Linked DNA regions of Macaca mulatta: region 1 is linked to region 2. The links are chromatin contacts, called in public Hi-C maps. All regions are on one chromosome and are shown on one strand. The core of a region is the stretch at or near the end of the contact, and the rest is flanking DNA. Distances in the headings are between cores, read along the strand shown.

Region 1 (4,643 bases), core at 1,181-3,680, 830 kb after region 2:
GCGCCCCCTCCCCTCCCCTTTTGGAGTTTATCGAGGCACTGTCTCTTCCTCCCCCCACCCTCGCCCCCAAATTAAGATTTCCCGTTTTACGCCGCAATAAGAAATATAATTACAAGCCTCTTTGGACACTGTCCTTTACCCCACCCCCCCTCGCCACTTTGACAATATTTACAGTATTTCCCCCCACTTCACTCACACACATGCTCCCCCACACTGGTTCCCTGAAATAGTTCCAGTAGATTTTTTTTCCCCCTTAAGAAAGGAAAGAGAAAGTCCAACCACTACGGCAATACTTTTAAGCTCTACTAAATGATCGTATCCTTTCTGGCTTCGAAACTTTTGTACCTAAAAATCGAGAGAGGCGCTGCATTTTTTCAGCTGAAACTGTCAAAACTTGGAGAAGGGGAACCTCGGAGGCAGGCAGGAGAGGAGGAGAATCCTGAAAACTCTGTGGAGGTTGGGAAGATGCTGTGCCTCGAGGATTAGTTTAAACAGGGGGCTATAAAAGATGTAACAGATGCAAACTGTAACACAAGGGCCATTAACCCTTTCTCTGCCGGGCACACTCAGTCCCCACGCCCCGCACCTATTGTCTCCTGTGCTAGAAGCTTTGCAGAAAACCTGGAAAGTGAGTATCAGTTTCCACACATTTGCTGAGAAGGGTGAAGGGAGGGGGGCAGAGAGAAGGGGAAGTGGATATTTTAGAAAGCACCTTAAATTTACGTAGGCATACATAGTAGGAGACTTTTAAGTTTGACACATTTTATCATTTCTTTCCTTGCCCTATTGATTTGAAATTGTTAGGGGAAATCCTGAAATAAAGAAATGGTCACACAAGTGTCTGGGATGAAACAGCTGGCCTGTCTATATTCATCCTGAGACACACGACTGCATATAAATACATGTTTAATAAAGTAAGTTGCTAGTTTTATGGGCATGTGTGTGTAAAAGAGACAGGGCTTTTGTGCTGTAAACTTTATCTTTGCCTGTTACTCCTAAGTCTGGAGTTAGTAATCTTGCCTTCATCATTACAGGGGGAGCATGTAAAATATATCAGTAGGTGGGAGATAAACACATTCATGTTAGCCGGGCTCATCACTGTTCCTGGGAACTCCTGCTATCTCTCTCTCGACTTTTCAGTGCCAAAGTATAGAATGGGATATATGTGTGTATGTGTCTTCTATTAAATCCATGACTATATTACTTTGCCATTTAAAATACAATTTTAAAAGTTATCCTAATTTAAAACCCTGATATCCTGACAGCAGTTTTCTTCCCAGCTGTAGTGCCCCCCCTCCACTTTGGTAAACGACTCAAGTTCCATGAGGACTTTCACTTCTTTATTTATAATCACAGAAGTGAGGTGTTACTTCACACACATACACACACAAAGAATGAAATAAAGAAATGAAACTCGCTAAGCAGACAAAAACAGACAACTTTCTGCTTAGAAAACAGCCTTCTCGGTGGGAGAGGATGAACTGCCATGTCTAAGAGAAAGACTTGCCCCCGAATTTGTAGGTCTGAAACTGACCAAGTTTTGTAATTATTAACAGGTATTTGCCAAGTCCTAATTGCTAAATATAATGAATTGGAACTAGATGCGAAAATAGAGCAGGACCTCTCCCCTTGATGAGTTTTTATTCCAGCCATATAATTCTCAATAAAACTTTTCCTGGGCTGAGTAGCAAAGGGCACCTTAGGTTACCTGAATGGACAGGTACAGGGGAAATTATTTGGGGGAGGGAAAAAGGAGAGAAAAGCAAGGAGAGAAAGTGTGAGTGTAAGTGTAAGAGAAAGCGAAGAAGACACTCTTGAGAAAAGCTTGCCACAAAGAAGCTAAACCCACCTGAAATTCATACCCACGGACACCCCTTCTCACTTCAGACTCACATCCCCACTCAAAATGAGAAAATTAGAAAAGGAGGATGGAGGACGAGCACACCAAAAAGGGATAAAAAGAGAGAAAAGGGGAGGAAAAAAAACCTACCTGCGAAGTCTTGTTTGTAGTTTTGGCCAGAAATGGTGAGAAGAAAAAGCATGAAGAAGCCGCGAAGTGTGGGGGAGAAAAAGGTGGAAGCGAAGAAACAGCTCCCGGAGCAAACTGTACAAAAACCTCGCCAAGAGTGTCGGGAGGCAGGACCGTTATTCCTGCGGAGCAGGTTAGAACTGATCTCTTTCGGCCACTCCAGGAAACACAAACCTGGGGACGGACTGACGTGTTACGCCTCTTCTAATGACATTTTTTTCTTTTTCTTTTCTGTAGGAGAGAGACGAGAGACCCTGAAACACGCGCCACCTATCTTTGTGGGGAGGGATAATTGAAGCGCCCTGAGCGTGAGCATCATGTGAAAACGTGATCGCCAAGTTTCTCTCTGGGAAAGGATCTGGGATAGATTATACCTTGAAGTCTCCGCAAACGCTTTAGTGGAAGAAATGAAATTCCACCTCCCTCCCTTCCTCCTCTCCCTCCCTTTCGCCTTCGCCTCCCTCCCCCCTCCCTCCCTTCTCCCCCCCCTCCCCCCGCCCGTCAAGCCTTTGGCATCATTATCCTCATCACTAAATCCTACAGAGTACAGGGCGGAAAACGGTGCACACCATTCACAGAACTGGAGAACTCCAAGGGGCGAAAGTTAAAGGGAAAGATCCCGGGTCCTCAATCCAGATCATCTCTTCTTATACAGATATCTCTAATGACCAGATTTGAGATGCACATCAAATTGTGTAGCTATCTCAGTACAGCTTCTGGAACAAAATTCACTGCCCTTTCCATTATTATTATTTTTTTCTTTTTAGGTACCAGAGCCAGAAAAAAAAAAAAAAAAAGTGCTTCATGAGAGCTGCATCTTAGGGCATGTGTGTTAGGGTGTGTGCATGATGAATTTCTGGTCTGGATCCCAATATTAAAAAGTAGTTTGGCATTTTAATAAAGGGTTTCTAAGTAAATTAACATAGAACACTCGGTTGGCCGATCTCTGAATCTCTCTACACCTCGGGGAGACCTCACTACAAAGTAAGGGAGAATGTGTAGGGAGGCAGGAGGAGAAAAGAGAAAGGCCATAGAGAAACTTAGCAGGGAAGGGAGAACATGATATTAAACGGCATGGGGTCTAAGTTTTGGAGTATATATTTTTTGATATTACAATTAAAGTAAAATTAAAAAGAAAAGACTCCACCTTTGCTCTGAAGGGATTGGTTATGCAAATATGGAAGGGATTTCCTGGAGAATACAGCTTTCTACTGTATGGTTAATTAAATAATCACTCAAAAGCTTCCAACGTGACGCTTCTGTCGTAATCCAATCAGGTTACATAGGTCCTAAACAAGAAAGATATTTTCCACATCTGGAAGTCAGCAATTTAGCAAGTACTGCACATTATTAACCAATTCAGAGCCCACTTCCCAGGGGAATTTTTTTGAAGTTTAAGTGTTCTTAACCAATGCTCTGCTGTTTTGTTAATCAAAAAGCTGGTTTACACTGCACATAATTGGAACTAATATAGAAGTAAATAAAGACAGCCAAATTTGAGGATGCTGAGCACAGGCATTTATCGGAAAAGGAAGAAATCTCCTATCTTCGGATGGTTCAGGCTCAATTTCTTAAATAACTGTGAGACTTTTTTTTTTTTTTCCCCTAAAGAGTGAAAGTGCTTGAGAACCTCAGAGCACAAATAAACTTCTAGTCTCACAGCATTTAGAATCCTTCGGAAAGGTAAAGGTGGAGGTGTTAAGAGGACCAGAGAGCTGCCTCACACCACTTTTTAAGCTTTAATATTGTTAAATATGTTACACCCTCCTGTTTCCAGTCTGATGAAATCTGAAACAAATAATACCCTGATCCAACACTATATTAAGATAAACTGCTTTGAACTGTGCTTTGAATGTGTGCCTAAAGCAAGGCTTTGAATGCAAGAGTCACTGGCAATTGCACTCAAAGGAGGGACAAGCCACCACATGGGTTGCCACATCACACTCCCAGAGGTACACGTCTTTGTATTTTGTATTTTTTTTTTTTGCGGGGGCGGGGGAGGGGTTAATAGCTACCTAGCACGACCACAGCTAGATCTTGTTCTAGGATGCAAGAAAGTAGATTTTCACAGTTGGTTACAGACTCACCTCTTTCCTAACTTAAGTATTTACTATAATGAAAATAGCTACTGGATAAATTAACTCTCTCCCCCCACCCCATCACAGATAAAGTGTCTATAGAAGAAAGGCATTCAGGATCTTCAGCTTAAAAATTATTAATAAATAAAATCAAAGATTTTCAACATGGGTCAGGCATATTCTTAATTTTATATTTTACATTTCTTTCATTATTATATCTCTATACTAAATATATGTGTGACTTATCAAGTTCCTCTTCTGAGATTTAAGCACCACTGCTCATGTCCATTTTTCTTCCTCCTCCTTTTTTTCCTCTTTTTTAATTTAAAAGATTGGAGTCCAGCTTTCTCTAGAAGCTTGCTTTACAGCCACCCCTCTCCCACTCCTAAGGAAGAAGGAACCCTTTGAATATAGAGTGGTTCCAGGCAAGACTCCTTTTCAGGCACCCAGGTAGCCATTGGAGGCTTGCAGCCCAGACACACACACAAGCATAACCTCAGGTCAAAGGATCCAATCGAATAGCTAACAAAACACTT
Region 2 (4,679 bases), core at 840-3,339:
TGCCTTCATAGAATGAAATTATCGAGTACTTATTGCATGCAAGACACTGACCTAAGAAATTTTAAAAATCAAAGATACATAACATATAGTACTTGCATGCAAAATTCTACCAGTCTGATAGGGAAAAGACAATGTGTACAACTGATACACAATAAAAGGCAGAAAGTCATGTGAAAAGAGAGGAAGAGACGCTTGCTTATAAAAATCCAAAAGAGGTCAGGTGCAGTGGCTCATGCCTGTAATCCCAGCACTTTTGGAGGCCAAGGTGGGCAGATCACTTGAGCCTAGGAGTCCAAGACTAGCCTGGGCCACATGGCAAAACCCTGTGTCTATTATACAAAACATAAGAATTAGCCAGGCATGGTGGTACATGCCTGTAATCCAGCTACTTGGGAGGCTGAGATAGGAGAATCACCTGAGCCTGGGGGAATGGAGGCTGCAGTGAGCTGTGATCATGCCACTGCACTCCAGCCTGGGTAACAGAGCAATACCCTGTCTCAGAAAGAAAAAAGAAAGAAGAACCAAGAGGAAGAATATCTTTGCCTCTATTTACACTTTGAAACCCTCACTTTCTTTTAAACCAAGCTTAAGTCTTATTTGGAGTATGCATCTTGAAAAAGCCAAAATAAATACTAGCAAGTAGTTTTAGAAATTTTCTTGTCAATAAAGTGTCAAGAAAAATAGGTTCCTTAGAGGGGAATATTCAGTATTCCTTCTAGAATTATAAGTGAATGGGAAGTGATGCCAACATTTCCAACTGAGTTTGTTCCTTTCTTCCTCACAACAGTGAGCATTAGCCTGTGAGAAACCCTGGTTTCTAATTTCATCTCTGCCCATAACTACATAGGTGTCCTGGTCAATTCACTTAATCCCTCTGCATCATAGTTTTTACATCCATAAAATTAGAGAACAGAATGTTTTCCAAGGTCTACTCCAACTCTAAAATTGTCATGATTCTATATTCTGTGGCTCTGTGATCCTAATTACTTTTGATAAGATCATGCACGTGATTTTGGGGATTGGAAAGAGATTGTCAAGTTTCCCAAACTTCATTGATCCATATGCCAACTTCACTGATTATATTTTCAGTAGTATCAATGTTAACTATTTTTCCTAAAAGCAAATGACTTTTATACTTAAATATATTTGGCTTTATCCTAAGCAATAATATCTATGAAAGCATACATTTTTTAGTGTTACTTATGGTTTTTTAAATATGCATTAAACTAAATAACCATTAAATTTGTCTCTTATGTCACCAATAACATGTATGTATTCTACTTTAAGAAACACTGCTTTGCTGTAGTAAGTAGGAAAGTCTATCCAGTATATTTGCTAGTTGATTAGAAAAGTCAATCATAAATGCTATCAGAATAGGTCAACCTATATGCACCAGTATCCACAAAGGCTAAAAAAAAATATGCTGCACTCAACCAGAATCTTCAAAAATCCTGGGATTCGGCTCTTAAGTGGGTTTGTGCATTACCTGGAAAACAATTTGCAAAACAGATTTTTAAAGTTCAGAGTAAATTGGAGAAAAGGCTACATTACATTTGAACCTTAATAAATACTTAATAACCCATAAGACAAATAGCCACGAATTACTAGAATGATTTCAAGCACAGTGCTTCTGCAGAGTCAACCTGCTCTTATTTTTGCTCATTATAAAACAGGAGTTACAATATTGCAAAGTTTATTAGCTCTGTTGATTTGTGTATTTTATAAAATAAGACATTTGAATAATATAGAACCAGAGCCATTAGGAAAATCTATTTCCTTTTTCTTTTCTATCTAGTCTCCTCTGCCCAAGATAGTTTGAAAATATCTTTCTCATAGAAACAGAAAAGCATGAAGATTCCTCCAACTCTGTCCTTTTTTATAGATGTTGTTTATTTCTTGAATGAGGGGGGTGCGTGCGTGTGTGTGTGTGTGTGTGTGTGTGTGTGTGTGTGTACAAGCTTAGGTCCTCAGGTGGAACCGTGGTTCCTGTGCTTTCGTCCTCGAAGCTGTTTTTCTGGAAGGGAATGGAGGCAGCTGTGTTTACAGCTCAAGTCTTGGCATACATTTACCAGAATCTATTATTCATATCATTCAGTATCAGGGAGAGATCTCAGGCCACCTGTCTATCTGACAAATTCACCCTTTTGTGAGCTTTCTGTTCATAGCAAATTATGTTCACATTGATGAATTGAGTTTTTATGAGCATTGCTAACTAACATTCTCACAGAAGGCCAGGGGCAAGAGCCTGCAAGTGTTTCTGGTCCATAAGTAAATGATAAAAAAAAAAAAAAAAAGGAAAAAAATGGTAGTGTTTAAAGACAATTTGCCATGGAGGGATGATAGTTAAATCATTTGGCAATGCCTTAATATTTATAATTCCAAGACTTTCCATAAATTATTGCAAATACTCAGCTTATAACAAACAAAAACATGGAAAAAATCCACACAATATTTTTCTCTGTAGCACAGAATATTATTGAAAAATTGTTCTGCATTTTGACAGGTAACCATTGACCAGGGCAAAACACGGAGTAGTTGAAGAATGCCCAGCATTAATAAATCTAGCAATTTTATACAATAATGTGGAAAACTTGCAGCAATTGTAGCTTAAATTCCAGCTTGGTATTTCCATAGATACAAAATGGATTTCCTTTTAATCTCCAGTAACCCTATACTGGTTATGGAGCTAAGCCATGTGGCATGAGTTAAATAAATGAGAGCAATCTTTCACAAAAGGCTAACAGAAATCCTTCTAAATGGTGGGTGGGGAGATACCCAATGTTCATGATAGAAATAAAAATTTTCTTTGATTTACATGTAGAATTGGTTCTTCTCTCGGGCCTCTATGTCCCTTGCATTTACCCTGACTCTCAGCCTGCATTTCATTTAAAACGGCTGAAAAACAGGAGAAGGTTTCACCAGAGACACGTTCTAGTTTTCCTGTACCCACATTTCAAAGCGCTAATTCCAAATCTCCTTAAATTGATAAGCCTGCATAGGTGGCAGAGTCACTAGTCAGTATATATTTACATAAAAAGCAACAAAACAGAAATTTTACAGAGCAGTGAGTAATATCATCAATAAAAATCCATGCTTCTCAGTTCACTCAAGAACTGTGATCCTAAACTCCCAAAAGACAGATTACTACCTTTGATAAGGGACAATCCTATTGTCTGAAATCTCAGTGAAAGTCAGTCGAAAATTCTACATCTCTTCATAGTAGCCTGCCAAAATGTGTCAGACACATCACCTTTCAGTGCAAAGACACCATAGCACAAAGAACACTTGGCATTATCCCTTGAAAATGCACACCTTTCGAAGGAGCAAATGGGAAGTGTAGTCTGTTAAACACCATATGTGATGGAGCTGCACCAGTCTCATTTCCCCTTCCAAATGCTACAAGCTGCCACCTCATTGTGGTGTGTGACTCTAGGGGAAATCAGTGACAGCTGAGTGTCTACCTGGTCCCAATGTCAGTTGGCTTGCTGACCACTTAAGTATGCAGTTCAATATGATACTATGCTTTAGTGACCTCTGAGAAACAGAATCCCTGGGCCTTTATGTTAATTTAGTAGCATATGTGAAACTTTTGCAAACTTTCCAGTAGCTGCCCTTGCCTTCAGATTTATGGGTAAAAATGAGGAGACTGGATTTGCAGTCCTTAAAGTATGGAAAGATGCAGAGACAGGCAAATTTCTTTGAAAATTTGTCTTGACATTTCCTTCCAGTCCTAAAACTACTACGGATAAATGCTCCTATTTTATTAAAAATAAATTTGTGGAGAGTCATGGCCACAAAAGGCTTCATCGCAGGTTTGATCGGAATTTTCTGTGGTAAGCATAGTGACCATTCATCCAAGTTCTCTATAAATAGTTCAATTTTCACATAGTTCTTCCTTTTATCCAACCATATGTTCCTATTTTCGTTCAGACAATATGGCCAATGTGGCTTTAAGGCAACAGGACCAATTTACCTGCAAGAATTTTTCACCCTAAGATTGCAGAAATTAACATAGGAGATAGAAATCGAGGGGTTTTGTCTCTAAGTAAGCAATTTGAGATAAAGAATGCATTATTTGGTGGCAGAGGCATGGCAGGCAGCACTCTGCAGCTTGGTGCCATATTCATAGTGTCAAGCAGCTACAGGACCGCCATTTTGCTCCTTGGAACTGCTACAGCATTTTAAGTAATGCTAGAAGGCTAAAAGTTGACTGCAGCTGCTAGAGCATTGTTCTTTTTTTAACCCATGTGATAGGTATCTTCAACAGTGTCAAACAAATTTGTAGAGCTGGTGATTAGTTGCCCAAAGAGCATAATGTATGCATTATTAATTAAAGAAGGTAAGTTTGGCTAATTGTCATTTCTATACAGTAGCAGTGCACTAAGATACATTTTAACAATCTATAAATAATTGATAATTTTTTTTCTTTCATCTTCCTTCCTAGTTTGCATAAAACTAATGACTTGGTAAATGTTACTCACTTCAAAATATTCCACCGCTTCTATGAAAATTAAACTAACACTGTAACCTTAGCAAATAAGGAGATTTTTTTTTCCTTTTATTGCAGGTTAAAAAAAGATAGGAATTATAACACTTGTAACAAAAATGTGATTCTGTGAAAGCCAAATGAGAATCATAAATAATATAAAATCAGCATTGAGTGTGACTTTAAGAAATAG

Evidence for each region. Hi-C and Micro-C count contacts between places; a contact is called where the count stands out from the background.
Region 1: a Hi-C map of fetal cortex germinal zone shows a contact between it and region 2, with 2.9 times the contacts expected there. The contact joins the promoter of ZEB2 here to the enhancer-like site in region 2. A contact is called at or near these places in 2 of 14 Hi-C or Micro-C datasets (fetal cortex germinal zone and fetal cortical plate).

Annotation. Positions count from the first base shown.
Region 1 is chr12:49,473,613-49,478,255 of T2T-MMU8v2.0, forward strand. ZEB2 (zinc finger E-box binding homeobox 2) reads right to left here and starts at 2,431. Exons shown (of 9, transcript XM_015110057.3): 1 at 1,991-2,431. It overlaps LOC144333377 (a long non-coding RNA gene), which reads left to right and starts at 2,011. Exons shown (of 2, transcript XR_013401984.1): 1 at 2,011-2,162; 2 at 2,267-2,954.
Region 2 is chr12:48,645,317-48,649,995 of T2T-MMU8v2.0, forward strand. All of the region lies in intron 12 of ARHGAP15 (Rho GTPase activating protein 15), which reads left to right. Among named protein-coding and RNA genes, the nearest start is that of ARHGAP15, 540 kb to the left of the region's middle. Within about 2 kb of position 2,090, at least 5 of the 40 cell types and tissues checked have an H3K27ac peak or open chromatin away from gene starts, as enhancers often do. A contact at or near this core is called in fetal cortex germinal zone, where this site is marked.